Regions from separate parts of the Sus scrofa genome. Here region 2 is linked to region 1. A link is a contact called in public HiChIP or PLAC-seq data. All regions are on one chromosome and are shown on one strand. The core of a region is the stretch at or near the end of the contact, and the rest is flanking DNA. Distances in the headings are between cores, read along the strand shown.

Evidence for each region. HiChIP or PLAC-seq counts read pairs in DNA pulled down with a chosen protein or histone mark.
Region 2: a contact with region 1 is called in an H3K27ac HiChIP or PLAC-seq map of alveolar macrophages. The contact joins two enhancer-like sites. A contact is called at or near these places in 3 of 5 promoter capture datasets (fetal liver, liver and skeletal muscle), 37 of 47 Hi-C or Micro-C datasets (adipose tissue, alveolar macrophages, blood and 18 more) and 2 of 2 datasets of contacts at active chromatin or transcription factors (alveolar macrophages and skeletal muscle).

Annotation. Positions count from the first base shown.
Region 1 is chr7:54,632,625-54,636,578 of Sscrofa11.1, reverse strand. No RefSeq gene overlaps it. Among named protein-coding and RNA genes, the nearest start is that of ABHD2, 21 kb to the left of the region's middle. Within about 2 kb of position 1,923, at least 54 of the 83 cell types and tissues checked have an H3K27ac peak or open chromatin away from gene starts, as enhancers often do. A contact at or near this core is called in alveolar macrophages, where this site is marked.
Region 2 is chr7:54,736,304-54,740,257 of Sscrofa11.1, reverse strand. All of the region lies in intron 5 of ABHD2 (monoacylglycerol lipase ABHD2), which reads right to left. Among named protein-coding and RNA genes, the nearest start is that of RLBP1, 62 kb to the left of the region's middle. Within about 2 kb of position 1,902, at least 13 of the 83 cell types and tissues checked have an H3K27ac peak or open chromatin away from gene starts, as enhancers often do. A contact at or near this core is called in alveolar macrophages, where this site is marked.

The sequences.
Region 1 (3,954 bases), core at 674-3,173:
CATAAGTATACCTCTGTATGAGTCTATCTTTTATAAAGTTTGCAAACAGGCAAAACCAAACAGTTTTTATTATTTAGGAACAGATCTGGGGAGGCAAAATTATAAAGGAAAAAAGAGCATAATTAACATCAAATTCAGGAGAGTGGTTACCTTTGGTTGAAGGTAAGGGAGACAGACGTGACTGGAGAGTTCTGAACTCTTCACATGGTTTTTTAAAAAAATTTTATTATGGTTGATTTATAATATTCTGCCAATTTCTGCTGTAAAGCAAAGTGACCCAGCCATACTTCCATAGACATTCTTTTTTTTTCACATTATCCTCCACCATGTTCCATCACAAGTGATCAGATAGAGTTCTCTGTGCTATACAGCAGAATCTCATTGCTTATCCACTCCAAATGCAATAGTTTGCATCTACTAACCACAAACTCCCAGTCCCTCCCACTCCCTACTCCTCCCTCTTGACAACCACAAGGCTGTTCTCCAAGTCCATGAGTTTGTATCATTTCTGAGATAGGTTCATTTGTGCCATATATTAGATTCCAGATATAAGTGATATGGTGTGGTGTTAGTCTTTCTCCTGACTTACTTCACTTAGTATTAACTCTTCATATGTTACATTTACTCCTTTGTGTGTGGATTATCCAATTTAAAGGAAAAAAAAAGAGGAGTTCCCACTGTGGCTCAGCAGGTTAAGGACCTGATGTACTCTCTGTGAGAATGCAGGTTCAATTCTTGGCCTCTCTCAGTGGGTTAAGAATCCGGTGTTACCACAAGCTGTGACATAGGTCGCAGATGCGGCTCAGATCTAGCATTGCTGTGGCTGTGGCGTGGGACTCAGCTCCAGCTCCAATTTGATCCCTAGCCTGGGAACTTCCATGTGCCCCAGGTGTGGCCATTTAAAAAAAAAAAGAAAGTCATGTTTTCCAAAGATGGACACGATAATTCCTTCTAGAGACTTGCCACCTCCCCGTGCCCTGAACGTGGGCAACTGTGTGACAGCCTCAGGCAGTCTAGAATAGCAGTAGTGATGCTATTTAACTTCTATGGCTGGATCATGAAAACAGCATGCACTTGAGCTTTGCTTTCTTGGAGACCTTCTCTTGGATGCCAGCTGCAAGCTGGTTTGAGCAAGCCCAAACTAGCTCCATGGGGAGAGACCACACGTAGGTGTTTGGGCTGACAGCCCAGCTGAGGTTCCAGACAACAGCCAGCGTCAAACAGTCAGGAATGGAGTTCCCTGGAAAGGTTGCCTGCAAAGCTGGCCTTGGTTTCACTCGGGGCCTGCCTCAAACACCGGGGAATGTGCCAGGCTGTTTTGAACTGGTCATCTGCACCTGCAGGTGGCCAGAACAGTCAAGGATGGGCAGGTAATAAAACTCCCAAGAGGGAGCTCCCATCGTGGCACAGTGGTAATGAACCTGACTAGGATCCTTGAGGATGCAAGTTCGATCCCTGACCTCGCTCAGTGGGTTAAGGATCTGGCATGGCGGTGAGCTGTGGTGTAGGTCGCAGAGGCAGCTTGGATCCCATATTGCTGCAGCTGTGTGTAGGCCACCAGCTGCAGTTCTGATTAGACCCCTAGCATGGGAACTTCCATATGCTGTGGGTGCGTCCCTAAAAAGAAAAAAAAAAAAATCTGGTTCAGTTATCTACTATATAAAATTCTTTCTCCCGGGCCCTTTTAAAGTGAGTTTTCATGGTTAGATGTAAGATGGTAGGAGGCCGCAGAATGGCCTGCAGGGGCTCAGGCAGGAGGGGGCCTGCGGGAGAGGATGTCCTGGGCGGGGCTGTGAAGTCCAGGGCGGTGGTCTTGGGGAAAGAAATTCCTCCTTTCCTTGGTAAAGGAAGGAGGAGTTCCTTCTGTATCTATGGCGACAGTTCCGCGGAACCCTGACTAAACCCTGATTGGTTCACTCGTTCATTCATTTACATATTCATTCTTTCATCCTAAGCTCCAGACTAAAGGGTCTCCACCCCTGGGTGTGGACCTCAGAGCCTAGAGCGGGTTAGACTGGCACCACGTAGCGAATCCCCTCCCAAGTGTGGGCTTGAGGGTAGAAGCCGGCGGAGGGTGCTATGGAAACCCAGCCAGCTTTCCAGCGAAATGTCTGAGGTCCCACCGTCTGTTCAAACCTTCCTCTCGATCCTCCAGAATTCGGAGTGAGAAGATCAATGACTCTCCAGACCGTTTGCCTCTTTGTTTATTTGAACCCGAGCTCCCTAAGCCTGGTGACCTCATCACCAGGATCCAGCCGCATTTTCCGCAGGGCTCGGCATCCGGGCGGAGGATGACTCACGCAGCTGGGCTGTGTCACTGCGCCCTCGGGAGCTCCGGCTTCCCCACACGTCCGCCTAGCCTCTGGGCTGGCCTGCAGCCAAGGGGTCCTTTGCCCCGGAAGGGGCTCTTGCTCAGCACACACTTGTATCCAGCTCTCCCGTTGTGGATTTGGCTCAGGAAGGTTCTCCAGCATGTCGCGTTTACCTGTCTGAGCAGGAGTCTGTGTTCCTGCTATGCTCAGAAAGCACAGAACTCAGGGGAACGGCCTGCTGATAAGGGTGCCCAGGGTGGGTGGTGGGTTGAATTGTGTCCCCTTAAAAGATAGGTTCAAGTCCTAACCCCCAGTATCTATGAATGTGACTTTGTTTGAAAATAAGGTCTTTGTAGGGAGTTCCCATTGTGGCACAGTAGAAACCAATCCGACCAGTATCCATGAGGATGTGGGTTTGATCCCTGGCCTCAGTCAGTGGGTTAAGGATCCTGTGTGGCTGTGAGCTGTGGTGTAGGTCGCAGTCAAGGCTTGGATCCCGTGTTGCTGTGGCTGTAGTGTATGTTGGCAGCTGCAGCTCTGATTTGAACTCTATCCTGGGAATTTCCATATGCTGTGGGTGCGGCCCTAAAAAGCAAAAAAAAAAAAAAATATATATATATATATATATACACACACATATATATATGTATATATACATATATATATTAGAAAATTGACAGAACACTGTGAACCAACTGTAATCGAAAAAATAAAAATCATTAAAAAAATAAAATAAGGTCTTTGCAGATGTTCTGTCAACTTAAGATGAGGTCACACTGGATGAGCGTGGGCCCTAAAGTCAATGACATGTCTTTATAAGAGAAAGGAGAGGGACACAGAGAGGCACAGGGAAGTAGGCCATGTGACCACAGAGGCAGAGGTTAGAGGGATGCACCTACCAACCAGATGACACTTAGAATTGCTAGCAGCCACCAGAGGTGAGGAGGGAGGTGTGGAAGAGAGCCTCCCTCTTGGCCCTCACAGGGAGCCAAGCCTGCCAAAACCTTGATTTTGGACTTCTGGCCTCCAGAACTGTGAGACAATAACGTTTTGTTGCCTTAAGCCTCCAGGTTGTGGTTCAGCAGCTGAGCATATGAACACACCCAGGGAAAAAAAAAAAAATTCTAAAAGTTGCACAGATTTAATTCTTTCCAAAGAGAAGCTAGAGAACACCGTGCTTACCCACAGGCTTTAGTGATGCCCAGACCTGACCCCAATTCTAAGCTGATCATTCACTAGCCAGTGTCTTTGGATGCATGACCAAACCTGAGTTTCCTTTTATGCAAAACAGTAAAATTTGTTTTTCAAATAATTTATGTAAAGTGCTGGGAACATAGCAAACATCAAGGAAATGGTAGCTAAGACTAGTGCACTCACTCCAGGTTCCATCCCCTGCAATCACCAAGGAAGCTCTCCTTTTTCCCACAGGATCCTGTAATAGGAGAGAAGCAAAGAGGATATTGGCTCTAAGGTTGCAGTTGTTTCTAAATTATGGGGGCTTCTGGAAGGAGGGGGTTTGCAGACGCCTGAGGACAGCAAAGCTCTAGTCTGGATAGAGGAAGGGTAGTCAAAGAGGGCAGCTAAACCTTGGCTGAGTAAACATGGAGAAGCCTATAGTCACTTGGGGTAGAAGAAATCTTAA
Region 2 (3,954 bases), core at 653-3,152, 100 kb before region 1:
TAAAAAGATCACATGACCCCCAACCTCACACCGTGAGTGAATGAGTGGGAGCCTCAGGCTTTGGACCATGTCTAACTTCAAAGGCCAAGTCCTTTGCCTGATGTCCCAAATCTACCTAAGTAATTGGACTGCCAAACTTTATTTTTTAATTGTTTTTTTAAATTTATTTTTTTTTATTATAATGATTTTTATTTTTATCATTAGAGCTGGTTTAGTGTTCCATCAATTTTCTACTGTACAGCATGGTGACCCAGTTACACATACATGTGTACATTCCTTTTTCTCACATTATCATGCTCCATCATCAGTGACCAGACATAGTTCCCAGTGCTGCACAGCAGGATCTCATTGCTAATCCTTTTAATTGCTAAAAGTCTTACTTTCTCACCATCTGATGCCTTTTGGACCTAGCTTCTTTACCCAGGTTTGAGACTAAATATCTGAAACCGAAGGATGCTCAGATGTCACGGGGCAGTTACAAAACTTGGATTTCGTTACGCGGATTTGCTATGCTGTTAAGGAGCAATTATAGCTAATTGTGTAAGCACTTCAGGAGCCTCAATTTAATTAAATCCAAGCATTTCTGATCTGGATGAAAGGCCAGCCCTGCCTCGTCCCAGACAAGCTGCTGGGCATTTTGTGAGGAGCTGCCTTTTCTTCCAGACAAGGGAGCGGCAAGCACATGGTGTCTTCCCAGCTCCAGGATCAGCCTCTGGTAGATGCTGGGTCATCCCGGGATTTCCACTCCATGTCAGTTACCAAACACCCTCAGGGTCTGGAAACACCTCCCCCTGCTCTGTTATTAAGAGTTACAGCTCAAGTTCCCATTATGCCTGTTGTATAGGTCGTGGCTCGGATCTCGAGTTGCTGCATCTGTGGTGTAGGCTAGCAGCTGCAGCTCCGTTTGACCCCTAGCCTGGGAATTTTCACATGCTGAGGGTGTGGTCCTAAAAAGAAAAAAAAAAGAAAAAAGAAAGAAAGAAAGAAAGGAAGAAAGAAAGAAAGAAAGGAAATTTACAGTGATCTGTTTTTTAATACCAGGAGGGTTTTTTTTTTTCTTTTTTCTTTTCTTTTTTTTTTTTTTTTTTTTTTTTCCTTTTTGGGGCCGCACCCAAGGCATATGGAGGTTCCCAGGCTAGGGGCCGAATCGAAGCTACAGCTGCCAGCCTACAGCACAGCTCATGGCAATACTGGATCCTTAACCCACTGAACGAGGTCAGGGATCAAACCTACATCCTCATAGATACTGGTCGGGTTCGTTTACTGCTCAGCCACGACGGGAATCCAGTAATAGGAGGATTTTAATGAGGTTCTATGTATTTAATCCTTAAGGGATTAGCACCAGTAACAAGATTTAAGTATCTAATCTTGCTGTAGCTTTTTAAGACAAGATGAAACAGAAGCCACTAACCTGGCCTTAGAGACCTGAGTACCACGTGACTATCTTGGAAAAGCAAACTGCCAAGGACAAGAAACCTCTAAACGAAGGCAAGGCTAAGGGTGCCTGAAAACTACTATTTCAAAGGCCATTTCCCCCCAAATGGCACTAACATGACTCAGTCGGCTCAAACACAGGCACCCAGAGACCTGGTGTTCCTAGTGGATGGAGGCTTTGCGTCATCTCTATACCCTCCACGCTGGGCCTGGGCCTGGCACACGGTGGTGGGTGTGCCACCGATGTTAGTTGAATCATGTGGAGCGAAAGCACACAATATCAGCCAGTGTGACTGTGCAGGGAACAGGAGAGAAGAACCTAAATATCTTTCCCACTAAATTTAATCTGAGAGAGTGATCTGGTCAGGCTAATGACATGGCTTGCTGGCAGGTGGCTGGGGGCTGAGCAGCCCCTAGCATTTTCCTGGTGAAGGTATGTGAGTCATTTCTTAGAGCTGCGGGCAGGCTACTGCAGAGCTGAGTCACTCCGGAAGAAAACAGCTATAGAAATAAAGTGAGAGCCCTCTTTGCTCACCATATTCAATGGCCTTGCCTTTCTCTCTCAAAAGATTTTCACAAATGAGTGCTTTGGGTTTTTTTTTTTTTTGTCTTTTGTCTTTTTAGGGTCATACCCTCGGCATATGGAGGTTCCCAGGGTAGGGGTTGAATCAGAGCTACAGCTGCCAGCCTACACCACAGCCACAGAAACGTGGCATCTGAGCCATGCCTGTGACCTATACCATAGCTCACAGCAACGCTGGATCCTTAACCTGCTGAGCAAGGCCAGGGATTGAACTTGCGACCTCATGGATACTAGTCCGGTTCGTTAACCACTGAGCCATGATGGAAACTCCTGGCTTTGTTTACTTGGGTAATCCTGAAAACTGCCCTCTTCTGACTGAAGGTAAACATTCAGATCTCATCCTGAAAGCACAGACCAGTTGATGCTTCTCCACAGTTCTGCTCGGGATATTACTCCCCAACACGTCCCTAAACTCTGGGTCCCTGGGCATCTCAATGCTCGGTGACTCTCAGCGGATGGTCCTGTCAGATGTTTTACTAAGATGCTTGAACTTCTGCACATTCACTGCCTTCACTTCCTCATTCTCTCTCTCTCCTCACCCACTTCCTCCTCCTCCTCCCTTCCCACAGTGTCCTTCTGCCATAACCCTTGACTGTTGCAGAGGCAACACAGTTCAGGGCTGTCGTCTAGAGTCACAAATACAATTCGAAATGGGTCTGTGTCAATGAAAACGGTAGATGTAAGGGAGATCCCATTGTGGGTCAGCGGTAATGAACCCAACTAGCATCCACAGGGATGCAGGTTCTACCCCTGGCTTCCCTCAGTGAGTTAAGGATCTTGCATTGCCGTGAGCTGTGGTGTAGGTTGCAGATGAGGCTCGGACCCTTTGTTGCTATAGCTGTGATGTGGGCTGGCAGCTGTAGCTCTGATTTAGCCCCTACCCTGGGAACCTCCATATGCCAAGGGCTCGACCCTAAAAAGACAAAAGACAAACACAAACACACACACACAAAACACTCTGATTCAACCCCTAGCCTGGGAATGTCTGTATGCCTCCGGGGTGGCCTTAAAAAAAAAAAAAAAAAGAAAAAAAAAAAACCTTTTTAAAAAGAGAAAATGGTAGACATGAGAAGCTTACAGAAACATTTATGTTCATGATCTAGTTAAGCATCTTCAGGAACAAAGTAGAAGTTCCTTAAAGATCACTGTCTGCAGCTCTTTGTGGCAAGATGTCTTGGATCATGGGTGATCTCTGCAGCATGCTGTGAGCAGGGTGACCACACATCCGTTTTTGCCTGGAGAGTCCTGGGGTCTGTCTGTTATTCTGATGCAGTTAATTAGTAAGATCCTCTTTTACACTCAAAAGTGATCTAGCTGGGATACTAAATTATATGGTCACCCCAGGTACAGGGCCACACTCCCTTCTAAGATGGAACTGCTGCCCCCTAAGCAAGGTAAGGTTTTCTGATCTTACATTGAGGTTCTGAAAGCCAGTTTAACAAAAAATTCCAGGATTAAACCCAACTAGACATGAATGAAGACTCTCCTCCAAGCAACAAAAAAGGCAGCGCTGAACTTTCAGGCACCTCTTCTCCACTTGATATCTAAAACAAGAAAGTCAAGTGCTTCAGAATTAGGAATAAGTGGAGAGCCCACTTCACTGTTTCAACTCACAGGAAAAGGCCACTTAAGTCATTTGATACCATTATCAATGCCAGAGTGTCAAAGTTTTCTTTCTTTTTTCTTTTGCTTTTTAGGGCTGCACCTGTGGTACGTGCAAGTTCCTAGGCTAGGGGTCACATTGGAGCTGCAGCTGCTGGCCTATGCCACAGCCGCAGCCAATGCCAGATCCATAACCCAGAGTGGGGCCAGGGATTGAACCCACATCCTCATGGATACTAGTCAAGTTCATGACTGCTGAGCCTTGACGGGAACTCTGTCGCCTTTATTCTAGTGAGCAATATCCTAAAAAGGCAGTGAACACTGTGACAGAAGCG